2 separate regions of the Zea mays genome follow, and region 2 is linked to region 1. A link is a contact called in public Hi-C data. All regions are on one chromosome and are shown on one strand. Each heading gives the region's core, a stretch centred on a gene start, on an enhancer-like site or on the middle of the called end of the contact. The rest is flanking DNA. Distances are from core to core; before and after follow the strand shown.

What was found. Hi-C and Micro-C count contacts between places; a contact is called where the count stands out from the background.
Region 2: a Hi-C map of ear shows a contact between it and region 1, with 1.7 times the contacts expected there. The contact joins the promoter of LOC103650909 here to the promoter of LOC100283113 in region 1. A contact is called at or near these places in 4 of 25 Hi-C or Micro-C datasets (bundle sheath, ear, endosperm and 1 more).

The regions. Positions count from the first base shown.
Region 1 is chr3:174,371,508-174,374,305 of Zm-B73-REFERENCE-NAM-5.0, reverse strand. It overlaps LOC100283113 (auxin-inducible protein), which reads left to right and starts at 1,452. Exons shown (of 1, transcript NM_001156015.2): 1 at 1,452-2,213. The coding sequence starts at 1,717. The coding sequence ends at 2,061.
Region 2 is chr3:174,686,761-174,689,558 of Zm-B73-REFERENCE-NAM-5.0, reverse strand. LOC103650909 reads right to left here and starts at 1,399. Exons shown (of 1, transcript XM_008676500.2): 1 at 1-1,399. The coding sequence starts at 1,168.

The DNA.
Region 1 (2,798 bases), core at 203-2,702:
CTAGGTCTGGATGTTGGGAAGAAAAAAAATGAATGGAAGCAGATTCCTTTTCTGAGCCGATACGTTAATCTTATTGTGTACGTCTAATTACCGGTTTCTCCGGAATTATGAGCAACCATATTTTTCCACCGCGACGTAAGAAAAGAGTTAAAATTGGAAAAATAAAATAAAATCTAAAACGTAAAGGCCATCTTATTCAAAACCTCAATCATCCACGGTTCCTTAATATGTTATGTTGGCTTTTATTAGTAAAGAAGATGTTGTCCAATAGAATATTCTTAAAATTATATACATATATGAGCTCGATTGTCTAACATCGCAGTTTATGTGTATCTCTAATGAACTTATGAAGAGACATTGGAGTACTATGTATATGCTCCACACGACAAGGGAACTAATGGTAGCAAAGTACTGGTTATAGCTTTGAGCGAAACTCATTCACACAAAACTTACAAGGCATAGTCCATTGGCATGTTGTGGGTTGGTGTAGCTTCGAATTATAGGCGGAAATTTAATTTAATAGTCTCTACTCAAACACTAGTATATTAAACAATAATGAACAATGACAAAACTATAGATGGGCATTTGAGATCGGGAGAGTAGGTCTCTGAAACATGTCGCCTTCGAGATCCTGCACGGGGAGAGAACGAATAAGGTTTTTAGGAGCGTCTTCACACGTCTGCTTGCGTTCAACGTCGTCAACCCTGCTTCTTCCACCCGCGTCATCTACCGATATGTCTGATTAATACGCGTCATCTGATTTGATCTCGTGCTTCAATCCAATCTACTTCAATCCAATCTATTATGGTAGAGGTGTGTGTATTTTTATAATTATACTGTTAAATAACTTGCTAGATTAGACTATTTATTGTTGATCATGATTTATATTCGGAATGTAATCTGGATTATATCTAATTATTCAACAGTTTGCATACGCAAGCATCCATAAGTAGAAAGGGACACGATCCGGACGTGCATACATACGGCGACGGCAGCACGTATGTTGTCCTCATCCAGCGGGGACGAACACTGAACCTGCAGCAGGCAGCCGCCCGACGCCGAACGTGTCGGCCGGGTCGGCTTGCGGCACGTTAGGTTGGTCTGTACTCTGGACTCTGGAGCAAGCCAAAAGGCGACCAACGAGCACGCACCGGCATCCCACACCCCCGCCACAGTTCCTGAAACGCATGCAGTCCATGCCCCCCTGCCGGCGCGCCGCACGTCTGCACCGCCCACATACAGCGCACCTGCATGCGCCGGCCGAAGATCCTCGTGAATCGTGACCCCGTCCCCAAGCCCAGCAACATGGCCATCTCCCTGTGTCCTGTCATACACACGCAAGCCGCCGTACGGCCACGACCGTCTGACGGGTTCATGGAATACGAGGTTCCGCGGACCGCATGCAGGCAGTACAACTCAGGTCAAAATGTGCTGCTGAATGCGCATGCCCTGCTGCCTCGGCTCCGCGTCGTTGGTTCAACGAACCGAGCAGCCGCCCAGCTTGTATATTACCCGCGCTCCCCGTTCTTCGGCAGCCCTTCCCTTCTTTATTCATGGACTAGTAGTAGCTAATCTATCTGCTGGTCTCCCTTCAGCTGCCGACGATCGGAGGGATCATCAGCTGGCTGTCCGAAATCCCGAACGAGCTTTGCGGGCGGTAGCTCTGCCTCTGAGGCTCATCTCGATCCCGTGTCCAAAAAAAAGGCAGCATCATCCATGGACCGGAGGCCGCCGGCGAGGAGGAGACCAGGCGATCCCCACCGCAGGGGCGCAGCAATGCACGGCGCCGTCGAGCAGCAGAAGCAGCACCGCGGGCGGCGGCCGCAGGGAACGGTGCCGCCGCCGCCCGCGGGCTACTTCACCGCGGAGCTGCTGCTGGCGTTCGTGTTCGTGGCCGTGTCGCTGGCGTTCCTCCCGCTCGTGCTGCCGCCGCTCTCGCCGCCGCCGTTCCTGCTGCTGCTGGTGCCCGTGGGCCTGCTGGCCGTGCTCCTCGCGCTCGCCTTCGTGCCGCTCGACGCGCACAGCCACCTCGTCGTCGTCGGCTCCGGCTCGTCCCGCTGACGAGGCGGAGAGGGTTTAGGCCGCCGCCGCCGCCGCCGTACATAGAAATGATGTCTAGAATGAGTCGGATTTAGTTGCTGTTTTGGTTGATTCAGGATGTATTTTGCTGTAAACTGTTCAGATCGGCTGGATTGTAACGATCATGGAACTTGGTTAGTTGGGTTCCCATGCCAAATGCAGGAGGTACGCATGTTGTTTCCTGCTCGAACATAGTATCCTCCTTTGAGAAGAGAGAATCTGATATTTCACATTACATAGAAAGTCGCTTTTTACCGTATCCTCCTCCTCCTCCTCCACTAGAAAGAATCTTTAAAACACCTCCCTCATCAGGCCGTAGAATTTCCTCGTCCGGCCACACCACCGCACCCCAACCCAAAACACAGCTTTCCGTGCACGCACGCGTCTCACGTTTTGCTCACGGCCGGCGTGCCTCTCCGGCCCGGCCCGTACGCTGCGATTCTGGAGCAGCGCCGGCGGGAATAAAAGCCGCACCTGCGTCACATGGACGATAGAGAGCAAATGAAACGACGACGTGGTGCTGCCGCCCGCCGAATCGATATAAAAGCCGTCTAATAAACGATCAGGTCCCACGAGACAGGACGTGTGCAGCAGCTAGCATTCGTGGTCTGCTGACGGATGACGTGTACCTCACCAACCGAACAGCAGCGAAGCTTCCCGGCTGGTGTGGCGGCGCACGCAACCAGATCGTTGCGCTGCGTCGGACGCATGGTCCAACC
Region 2 (2,798 bases), core at 150-2,649, 320 kb before region 1:
CGCGGGGGACCCTGTTGCTGAGCACGTGCATTGAGTGCACGATGTCCAGGGTGCCGTCGAAGAACGGGAGCCGCCCGGCGACGGCGCTGAGGTGGAGCGGGATGAGCCCGCGGGACGCCACGAACGAGCCGAACGGCGAGCCGAGGTCGAGGGTCGTGGTCACCACGGTGACCCCGCGCTCCGCCATGCGCGCCGCGAACGTGCCCGTGCCGCCGCCGATGTCGAGGCCGATCCGTACCGTGCCTCGCGGCTTGGAGGCCAGCACGGTGTCGATGTCGTAGTCGAGGTCCCCGCCCTGCCCGACCCACCGCCGCTGCTCCTTGCCGGCGGCGAGGTCGAAGCACGCCTCGCAGCCGTGGTGGTGGCTGTGGCTCCCCGGGCGGCGGCGGGCGCTGTCCACGAGGCACGAGTAGTTCTTGCACGCGTAGGGCGCCCACGAGACGGACTTGTCCGGCGGGACCACCCACAGGCTCTCCGGGAACGGCGTCGGGTCCGGGAACCCGGCTGGCCCGCGCGCGCGGCACCGGCGCCTCGGCAGCGGCTCGCATCCCCTGAGCATCAGACGCTCCGCGAGCGCCGCGTCGGGCGGGCAGTCGCCGGTCACGTTGTACCGCATGTACTTGTTGAGCTCGTCGCGGTGGCGGTGGCACGCCGCGCCGATCGCCGGATACAGCTTGTCGGAGTCGAGGTTCGGGGTGTAGCCGAACGGGAGCGTGTGCGGGCCGAGCGCGACCGTGAGCTCCTCGTCCGGCGTCAGCTTCGGCGGCAGCGCGTCCCGCTTCATCTTTCCGGAGTTGGAGATGAGCCTCTTGATGATCGCGTCGGTGGCCTCGACGCGATTGTGGAGGTCGACGGCGAGGCTCTGGCTGGAGGAGAGGACGCTGAACGCGAAGTCGAGTGCGGAGTCGCCGCCGCTGCCACCGGTCCCAAGGCCGGTGACGCGCGAGAAGGTGACGGACAGGAGGATGGAGATGGAGTTTGTGACGACGAAGAGGAGGAGGGTCTTGGTGCGGCCGGAGTGGTGCCTCTTCTTCGCGGTGGCATGGTGAGGCGCCGGCGGTGCATGGGTGGCGCTGCTGCTGGTTGCGCCGGCGGCGGGGGCGTCCATGTCCATCAGAGACTGGTGATGGGTATTTGGCTTTCTTGGATAGCCTTCCATGATGCCCATCTGCAGTTCATGCAATGCAAGAGTGCGTGTAGGTTGCCCTCTTCATCTATATATCGCACTACCTTCTGATCTCTTCGTGCTACGGGCATTTCTGCATTTGGGACTAGAAAACACAGTAATCAACCATGACATGTTAGTCTTGCGTAATCAAACAGCACTGACAAGTGAACAGCATTGCAGCATTATTGTTGCCACATTTGGGTATAAAATTCTCTGTTGATATCAACAGGCCGGATGGCAAGCAGTGGATGGATGGGTTGTAGGAGAGTCTTTGGCTGCCCTTGGGGTGTCCTTTGCGTATGTCCTCAGCCATATGCGTGGACTTCGCAGTTACCATAGCAATTTTTCTCCCAATTTGCATTCTAATATAGCCCCTCTTGCGCCAATGTCCAGTATATAGCATTTTATCCTTCAACCTGCTCCATTTTTCTAGGTGGGTGTTTGGGATGGCTTCGGTTTCCGGCTCACGTGGAACTATGGTTTATAATATCAATTTAAATATTTTAAAAATATTTTTGATCTAAATAATAAATAAAACGACTTATCTAAATGTTTTGTAACGACTTACAACTCATCTCTATAATTTTCTGTAGCACCTAATGACCTGCTCTATCAACTTCACCAAATTTTCTGAAGCTGAAGATGTCCCAAACAAGACAAGTCTACTGCTACGTTTGTGTGAGTAACTGTCCCTTTTTGTTACACTTCTCCATATGCGTTGGTTTTCCAAAAATCCAAAAAAATAATCAAAAGAGTTATTTTTTATCCAAAGTCATAGCCAAAAAGTTTTTGGCTGATACAACTTTTACATCACCTTCACCCCTAATTTTCACCTAGTGCCACTTTTAAATTTTCATAAAATACCCACCTACCATTGACTATGTTGTGTGCGAGTGTGTTTTATTTCGCTCCATCGTGATAGACGAGCACACTCGTCTAGGAAAAGTCGATTGGCGCTTGTTCGAGAGTGGTGCTCGTCAGCGGGTGCGATTGAATCTGACGATGTTGACCACACAGTTAGAATTAAGATTAGCCAATGATTCACATTCATCCTTAATTTGTGGGATTCAATCACTAGCTTTTGTTGGGCTCTTAACACTCCCTTTTTTATGATTTTAAAACCTTATTGGACAAACAAGGTAACGATATTGCTGGTGTATCTTGAAGTCCTAAAAAGCTGATGGAGAAGTAAGCAGAAATTATATGACATGTTCATGGGTTATTGTTATAATGTGCTCTCTCTCCATCTCGAATTATAAGTCTAAACTGAAGAGTCAAATCATCACATACCAACTTTATATGATAAAATAATAATATTTATGATACCAACTAAATATTATTAGATTCTTCATTAATTATATTTTTATAGTATACATATTTGATGTTATAATTTTTTAACTATCTTTATAAATTTAGTTAAACTTAAGATACCTTGAGTCTCCAATAAAATTTAAATAACTTATAGTTTAAAATAAAAGGAGTACTCGTTTGAAAAAAAAAACTCTATAAGGCAAGCCCATAAGAAAGCTTAAACAATAGTATATGGCATTGATATTCTCCTAAAAAACCTGTTATTTACGACAAAGATATGAAATGTATCATATACTTGAGTCAATATTGAGAAACCGTG